Regions from separate parts of the Danio rerio genome. Here region 1 is linked to region 2. Evidence: chromatin contacts called from public Micro-C data. All regions are on one chromosome and are shown on one strand. The core of a region is the stretch at or near the end of the contact, and the rest is flanking DNA. Distances in the headings are between cores, read along the strand shown.

Evidence for each region. Hi-C and Micro-C count contacts between places; a contact is called where the count stands out from the background.
Region 1: a Micro-C map of caudal fin shows a contact between it and region 2, with 2.5 times the contacts expected there. The contact joins the enhancer-like site here to the promoter of zbtb46 in region 2. A contact is called at or near these places in 2 of 18 Hi-C or Micro-C datasets (caudal fin and an unstated tissue).

Annotation. Positions count from the first base shown.
Region 1 is chr23:15,293,268-15,296,402 of GRCz12tu, reverse strand. All of the region lies in intron 2 of zbtb46 (zinc finger and BTB domain containing 46), which reads right to left. Among named protein-coding and RNA genes, the nearest start is that of lmod3, 60 kb to the left of the region's middle. Within about 2 kb of position 1,837, at least 45 of the 62 cell types and tissues checked have an H3K27ac peak or open chromatin away from gene starts, as enhancers often do. A contact at or near this core is called in caudal fin, where this site is marked.
Region 2 is chr23:15,203,812-15,207,343 of GRCz12tu, reverse strand. It overlaps zbtb46 (zinc finger and BTB domain containing 46), which reads right to left and starts at 1,872. Exons shown (of 5, transcript XM_021469915.2): 1 at 1,708-1,872.

The sequences.
Region 1 (3,135 bases), core at 588-3,087, 89 kb before region 2:
GCAGCACATATAAAGAGTGATTCATTTCATCAGACTTTGCTTGTTCTGAATGTAAAACTGCAAGGTTCATGGACACTCAAAGTCATAAAAAGTATTCAATGACAGCAAAAACAATTTATCACATACAAAAAATATTTTAAGTACTATTTTATTCAATCTACACCATACGAGACACATTTCTTGACGTCTCGCCATTATTACATCCCACTCAAGGCAGCATGTCGAGATACAGGAGGCATTGTTATGCCTTTGTTTCTGATAGCAGCTTAAGTGATTGAGGAATGCTTGAGGAATCTTTGTTCACGTGTGTAATCCGAAAGCTTTAATGGGCACTGATTGAAGTGTTGTGTCACACCGAGTGAGATTACAGTGGGAATAATGGCGCGTATTGTCCCTAGTTCCCCTCATAAGAGAACGCCTGAATCGGTTTGATTCTTTCTTGCAAAGGGGATCTCAGTTTAATGTGGTTGCCATGGCAGCCAGGCACTCTTGGCTTCAACATTTATGCTAAATAAAACACCCTTTTAAGAGTAGACACAAATAGGCGGACCCACGGCGTTGGCTTTGTGTCCGTGCGTGATTGTGTGTGCGTCTGCGCGTAGGCGTCTGCTGGTTCCAACGTATCTGTTTATCGTGTGGTAGAACGTAAACTTACGGCATGAGAGAATATGCATTCAGGAACACGCACAAGTGTGTAATAATCATGCATAGTGGCTAATGTAAGACCTTGTGGTGTGGCATTGAATGCCTGCCTCATCTTTGAAAGAGCTTTTTGTGAACGTTGAGAGTGTGTGATCTGTGCGTGTTAATGGTTATTGGAGGGGATGGGGTTGGACGAATGTCTATTAAAGCACAATAAACGAGAAAAGAAACAGAAAGACAGAGAGAAAAGGGGTCAGCTGACGGGCTTTGACCTCATGACCCTCTGTTCCAGCTGCTGTGGCGATTACGACCCTCCCCGGCTGAAACTCAACACTGTCTTTTGTTTCAGTCGGTTTCGAGGTGTCCCTGGACGCTCTCCATCTCGCATAGAGATCAGGTTTGCACACACACAGCATGGAGTTTGTTTCTGTTCAGTGATAAGGCTGTTTAAGCTGTCATGTTTAACTCTTATCTACTACATCGATACATCAGAACCCGTAACACACACTCATTAGCAGCGATAAACGCCCCCTCAGGACACCGAACGCACATGTATGTAAACATACACAGGCCACTCATGTGTCCGACGGGCTTAAGGGTAGGGAGGGGAAGGTCAGGCCTGCTTCCTCAGCGTGGTTGGAGTTTGAAAGGGTAAAAAGTAATTTCCAAGGAATGGAGGGAGGGAGGCACTAAAAAAGCTGAAGAATTCAGAGGCAATTTAAAAGCAGTGTGGGAGAGGGGGATGAGAGAAAAAAATGAAGAAAGAGGAGGCATGATGGAAAGTAAAAGAGGTTGTTATTTCTCTCTCTCTCTTACATTCTCGCACTGTTGTTTTTTAGGGACTAGTCGGGCCACAACCTCCAAGGAAAGAGAGAGAGATAGATAGATAGAGGAAGAATAAATCAAACAAACCCTGAAGGCTAGAAAGGAGGGAGAAAGACGAGAAGAGAAGTGTGGGTAATGATGGAGGGGGGAGTTGAGTGGGCGACGGAGAGGACGAGAGGGTGAGCGTGAGCAGGGGTGGAGGTGGAGAGGGGGAGTGGAGGATTGCAGGGCTCAAGGTAATCTGGGGAGTTAATGCAGCTTAGTAAAGCAGGGAGAGACAGAGAGAGAGGGAGCACAAAGTGGCAGACAGTGAGAGCAGCAGAAAGAGAGAGGGCGTAAGAGACAGAGAAAGACAGCCGGAGAGAGAAAGGGAGGGCCGAAGAGAGTGGGAGAGAGGAGATCTTGGGGAAAATGGAATGCTGGGTGGAGAGGGGAAGCAAACACGCAGGGCTTTGTGCTAAAAGCACGACTCTAGGGAGGGTGCGACCAACGCTAAATCCAGAGCACAGGCCAGAAATCAGGGTTTAAAGAGCAGGCAACAGGACCGGCCCATTTTAGACATCCACTCAGAGAGCCAAACTCAACTAAAGAGGGTCTTAAAAGAACCTGATGGTGTCCTTAGGAAATTACGTAGGAAAGGTTCTCGTCTATTGCTGTCATTTGTTGTTTTGCTGTACGTCCATTCACAAATCTTCTCTCAGAGGCTGATAGAATAGTAAAGTATCCATTGGACACACACTTCGGAATCATTGTGTAGGTCATTCAGGTACTGTATAATGGATGATGTGGATTTGGGTATACTACTAATACAATGCAAGGCTTATTGGGACAAATGAAGAGTTTCATTGCAAAATCTCCATTTTGAGAAATGTTGGTTATTTGACATTATTATTTAAGACATCAAAAGTCAAGTTTATTCATAATTTATATACATTAAACTATTACTTGAGCTCAGTGAAGGCCAGAAACATTATTTTTAAATCCAGGATATTTTTTATTTAACTTTATGTCCAAATAGTTCATAAAATAAGTCAAAAACCAAGCCAAAATGCAACATATTTATTTTAACATTGTCAAATATCTTAAATTGGTAAAAAAAAACAAACAAAAAAAAAAAACATCATAAATATATGGAATAGTACAGTATATACAAAGACAACAACTTTAATAACTTTAAAATGTGATTTATAACAACAACATTCTGAGATAGTTTTGGCCAGAACGTGAATAACATAACTTTTTTTTTTTTTTTTTTTGCAAAAGGCTATATATCCACCCTAGGCTATATTCTACTACTGTAATACCATAAAGAAAGACTAGTGAATCTATGTTTTGTTTGATAAGTAAGATTAAGTTAGTTAGATAAATGACTTGTTACGGAAAAAGTGGAGTCTCCTTCCACAGTTCTTGCCTCTATTGCACAGAGTCAGCTACACAAATCGCCTCGCCCCGTCATGTTTAATGAATTATTTCACTGTAATAATAATAATAATCATCGTCATCATAACTGCTATATTGCACTTTGTAAAGAATCTGGTCTGGCGGATATCACGTTTTGAAAAAATACATTTTGTACTAGGCCTAATATGTACATTCTTAAATGTTATTAATGGCAGCAATTCACACATAGATTAAGGTGCAGCTGAACAATGATTTCCAATAATAAAA
Region 2 (3,532 bases), core at 623-3,122:
ATTTATAACAAAAGTTATTACTATGGGGTATCACACTTTATAGCAAAGAAGACAGACTTTCATGCTTATTAACATTGAACATATCAAAGCATACAAAATATTTTAAAAAAATGTTTAGGATCTCATCCCCTGATTTGTTTTGTAAACAGTGCAGCAAATAGTGCCATTAAATGATTCTAGGCTACCTTAAAAGGACTGTTTTCTATCCTAGAAGAGATAGTTAACAACAGACACCTGCCAGTTCTGTCACTCACACCACTAACATCAAGATACATTATAATCTCTACATCCACAATAAATGATAAATTATGTCACGGTGAAGTTAATTAACTCATTAATAAATCCATACAGAGGTTATGAGTGTCAGAGAGTAGGTGAAGACCTATAAAAGTGAAGTTGTCATTTTTCTATTGGCTTCATTCTGTGTAGATGGACATGAGGACAGTTCCTTACATAACCAGTTCTTCTGCTCAACTGACTCATTTTTTTTTTGCACTGCAGACAGTCACAATGACTTAAATACACGAGTGTAACTTTTAAATGCGAGACGATTACAGTTATTCAAGTTATTTCGCACGTGAGTGCGTTAATAGGTGACATCTATTGTTTTGAATGTAACATTTCGCCTGTACAGTTATAAAAATCTAGCCAATCAGAATCAGGTGCACCTGTAGCAAACAAGAGCCGACACAGCGCGAACGAGCGTCATAATAATCAATACAGAGTGGTAGATTCTTTTGACGCGCGCCGAATGATACATTGTTGCGCGTAACGTTCGATTCAAATGTATCAATTCTAGAACGCGCGTTCGAATGCATTATTGGCGTGTACTCTTTAAAACCGCTGATGTTCGAGTCAAACAAGTGGGGTCGCTCCCCTTAAAACCAACCCGTCAGCGAGGAGAAAATGGAGGAAGACGGAACTGACCAGCTTTAAGGGGGCAGACGGGGGGAAAAAAGAGACAATAACCCGGGGAGAAGCGCTACGGTCACCTAATGCTTTCCGCACTGAAGACGCGAATACACTGAGCTCTCCTCAAGTTGAGAGAAGTATTAAGCACCAAGCCCGTGGGCTTAATTATGCAGGAAATAAAATAATAGAAAAGTGAGTCCAAAAAAATCCCCTTCCCTTTTCTGCTAGTAGGTTTAGGGTGTTGACGCAGCAGAAATTTCCAGCTGGAGAAATTCCCCTTTTGGAGGTTAAATGAGGGGAGGAGAGAGTGGGGTTAAGCCCCTTACTTGCCAAAGCTGAGCTTTTGGTTTTAATACCACCACAAAACACATTATTTTAAGATCCAAGTGTTGTCACATAAACAGAATTAAGTTCTTAATATTGACCCAGTGTTTGAGCAGAGCGTTGATGATAATAAAAAAAAGCTTGGCAAGACAAAAACAGAAAAAGTATCCATCAGTGCAATAAAAGTCTATCCTGAATGAATGACTGCACATCTGACAGCTGTTGTCGGCGCGTGCATCATCTGTCACGAGCATGTTCTCACCTGGAGACGTCAAACAGGTTGCTGTCACGCACGTGTAAATAAAACAAACGCACCGCAAACTCACGGCTCGAACTTACCTGAATACCTGTGCTCATGTCTCCGCCACACCACATCCACACGACAAGACAAGCATGAGCGTAAAAGCGAAGTGGTCAAACGAGAGGAAGTGTTAGAGTGTGTGTGTCTGTGGAAAGGTGAGAGAGGCTTACCTGTTAACCCATGAGTTCTGGGGGAGAGCGATGTCGATGATTCGGAGCTCCAGTGTTCGCTCGTGACAGCTTTGAGAGAGTGAGCACGTCAACAATGTCAGCAGTCAGCTGGGAGACGCGTGTGTGTATGTGTGTGTGTCGGTCAGTGTAATTCCCCTGCTCGCTGTCTCCCTCTCTCCACGCTCGTCTTTTTCTCTAAATCTCCCTCCCCTGCTTTTCCGTGTCTCGGTATCAGGAACCAACCTCCCCCTCTGTGTGTGCGTTTCTCTCTCTCTCTCTCTCTCTCTCTCTCTCTCTCTCTCTCTCTCTCTCTCTCTCTCTCTCTCTCTCTCTCTCTCGACTGAGAGTCAAATACAGGAAATGAGGCAACATAAACGCTTATACATTCACCATCAAACCCTGGACAGCTCCAGCAGAACTCATAACAGCCATGAAACCTCCAGATCAATTATGAAGTAGCCTATACAGAGGTTAAATTCCCGATCTTATTATTATAATGATGGTAATATTAATTCAGTTTCCTAATTGTATCTCCAAAGCAAAATCCTTTTATTACAAGGCATAAAGAGCAAAAGTACAGTAAAATAATAACAGTTTACGTAATAAATGATCAGAACAATACGTTTCAGTTTTATTTCTATCATATGCATATTCTATACATCACTGTTTTAGACTCTTTTTCATTGTTAAATAATTAACATAATACAATTTTTTTTCTATTTTAGACTTTTAATTATGGTAAATCATTTAATAATCTATCAAATTATTATATTAATCATTCTGTATTATATAAATATGATGTAAATGTAAAACTGTGAATGGTCATTTAAATTGCAATCATTACTTAAAAAGTTTGCATGTTCAGTAAATTATATATTAAATGTAATTCCATATATTGAAATACATACTGCATATATTATCATTAAACATGTTAAAATACATGTTGGCAAAACACTATTATTGTCCTCATTGCTTATAACTTTATATATAATCAAAAAGTTTTAAATGTTACATTATTTACATTTTTGATAAATCTTCTACCATTAAAAGTCGAGTACATCATGAAATATTCATTAAAACACAATTAAAAATGTAAAAAATTATTTTGCGGTTAATACATTTTTTTTTTTTACTGATTTTTATTTTTTATTTTACAGCCCTAATTTTTCGGTCTAAAAAGAAGTACCTAAATTAATAATCATTGTTTTCCATGAGAGCTGAGTTCTTACTCAGTGTCCAGTTCATTGGGCATGAGATGGTTTTTCCAGTGTGTGCTGCTGAATTTGCATGAGGAGCGTCTGCGCGTATAGGCGCGTGTAGGCGTGAGTGCGCGCCTGCTGCTGCTGCACGCTTTTGTCCACTGTGCGCGTTCTCGACAGTATGGAGAGGGTCACCCGCCCCCTAGTGGTAAAAAATGCTTTCTATTTACAAGCGCGTGCATGTCATGCTATCCTCCGTATAAGTGGAAGGAGCCAACTACTTACAAATGAAAATCTCAAAAGACTTGAATACTGGCTTATTTTGCATTTTTCTAGACATACGAAAGTTTGGGATCAGCAAGACTTTGAAATGTTTGTAAAAGAAACCTGTTTTGTTCTCCAAGGTGTTTTTTTTTTTTTTTTGTTCATTAATAATACAGTCAAAAGTGTAAAATTGTCAAATGTTACTACAATTATAATAACTGTTTTCTTACTGGATGTATATTAAATGTACTTTATTATTGTCATTATATAATTACTAATCTGCAGTTATCTGCCCTCTGTTTTTATCTTAAAATTAACATGTATCATAATTTCTACAAAACTATGAAGCTGGAAAAAAGTTT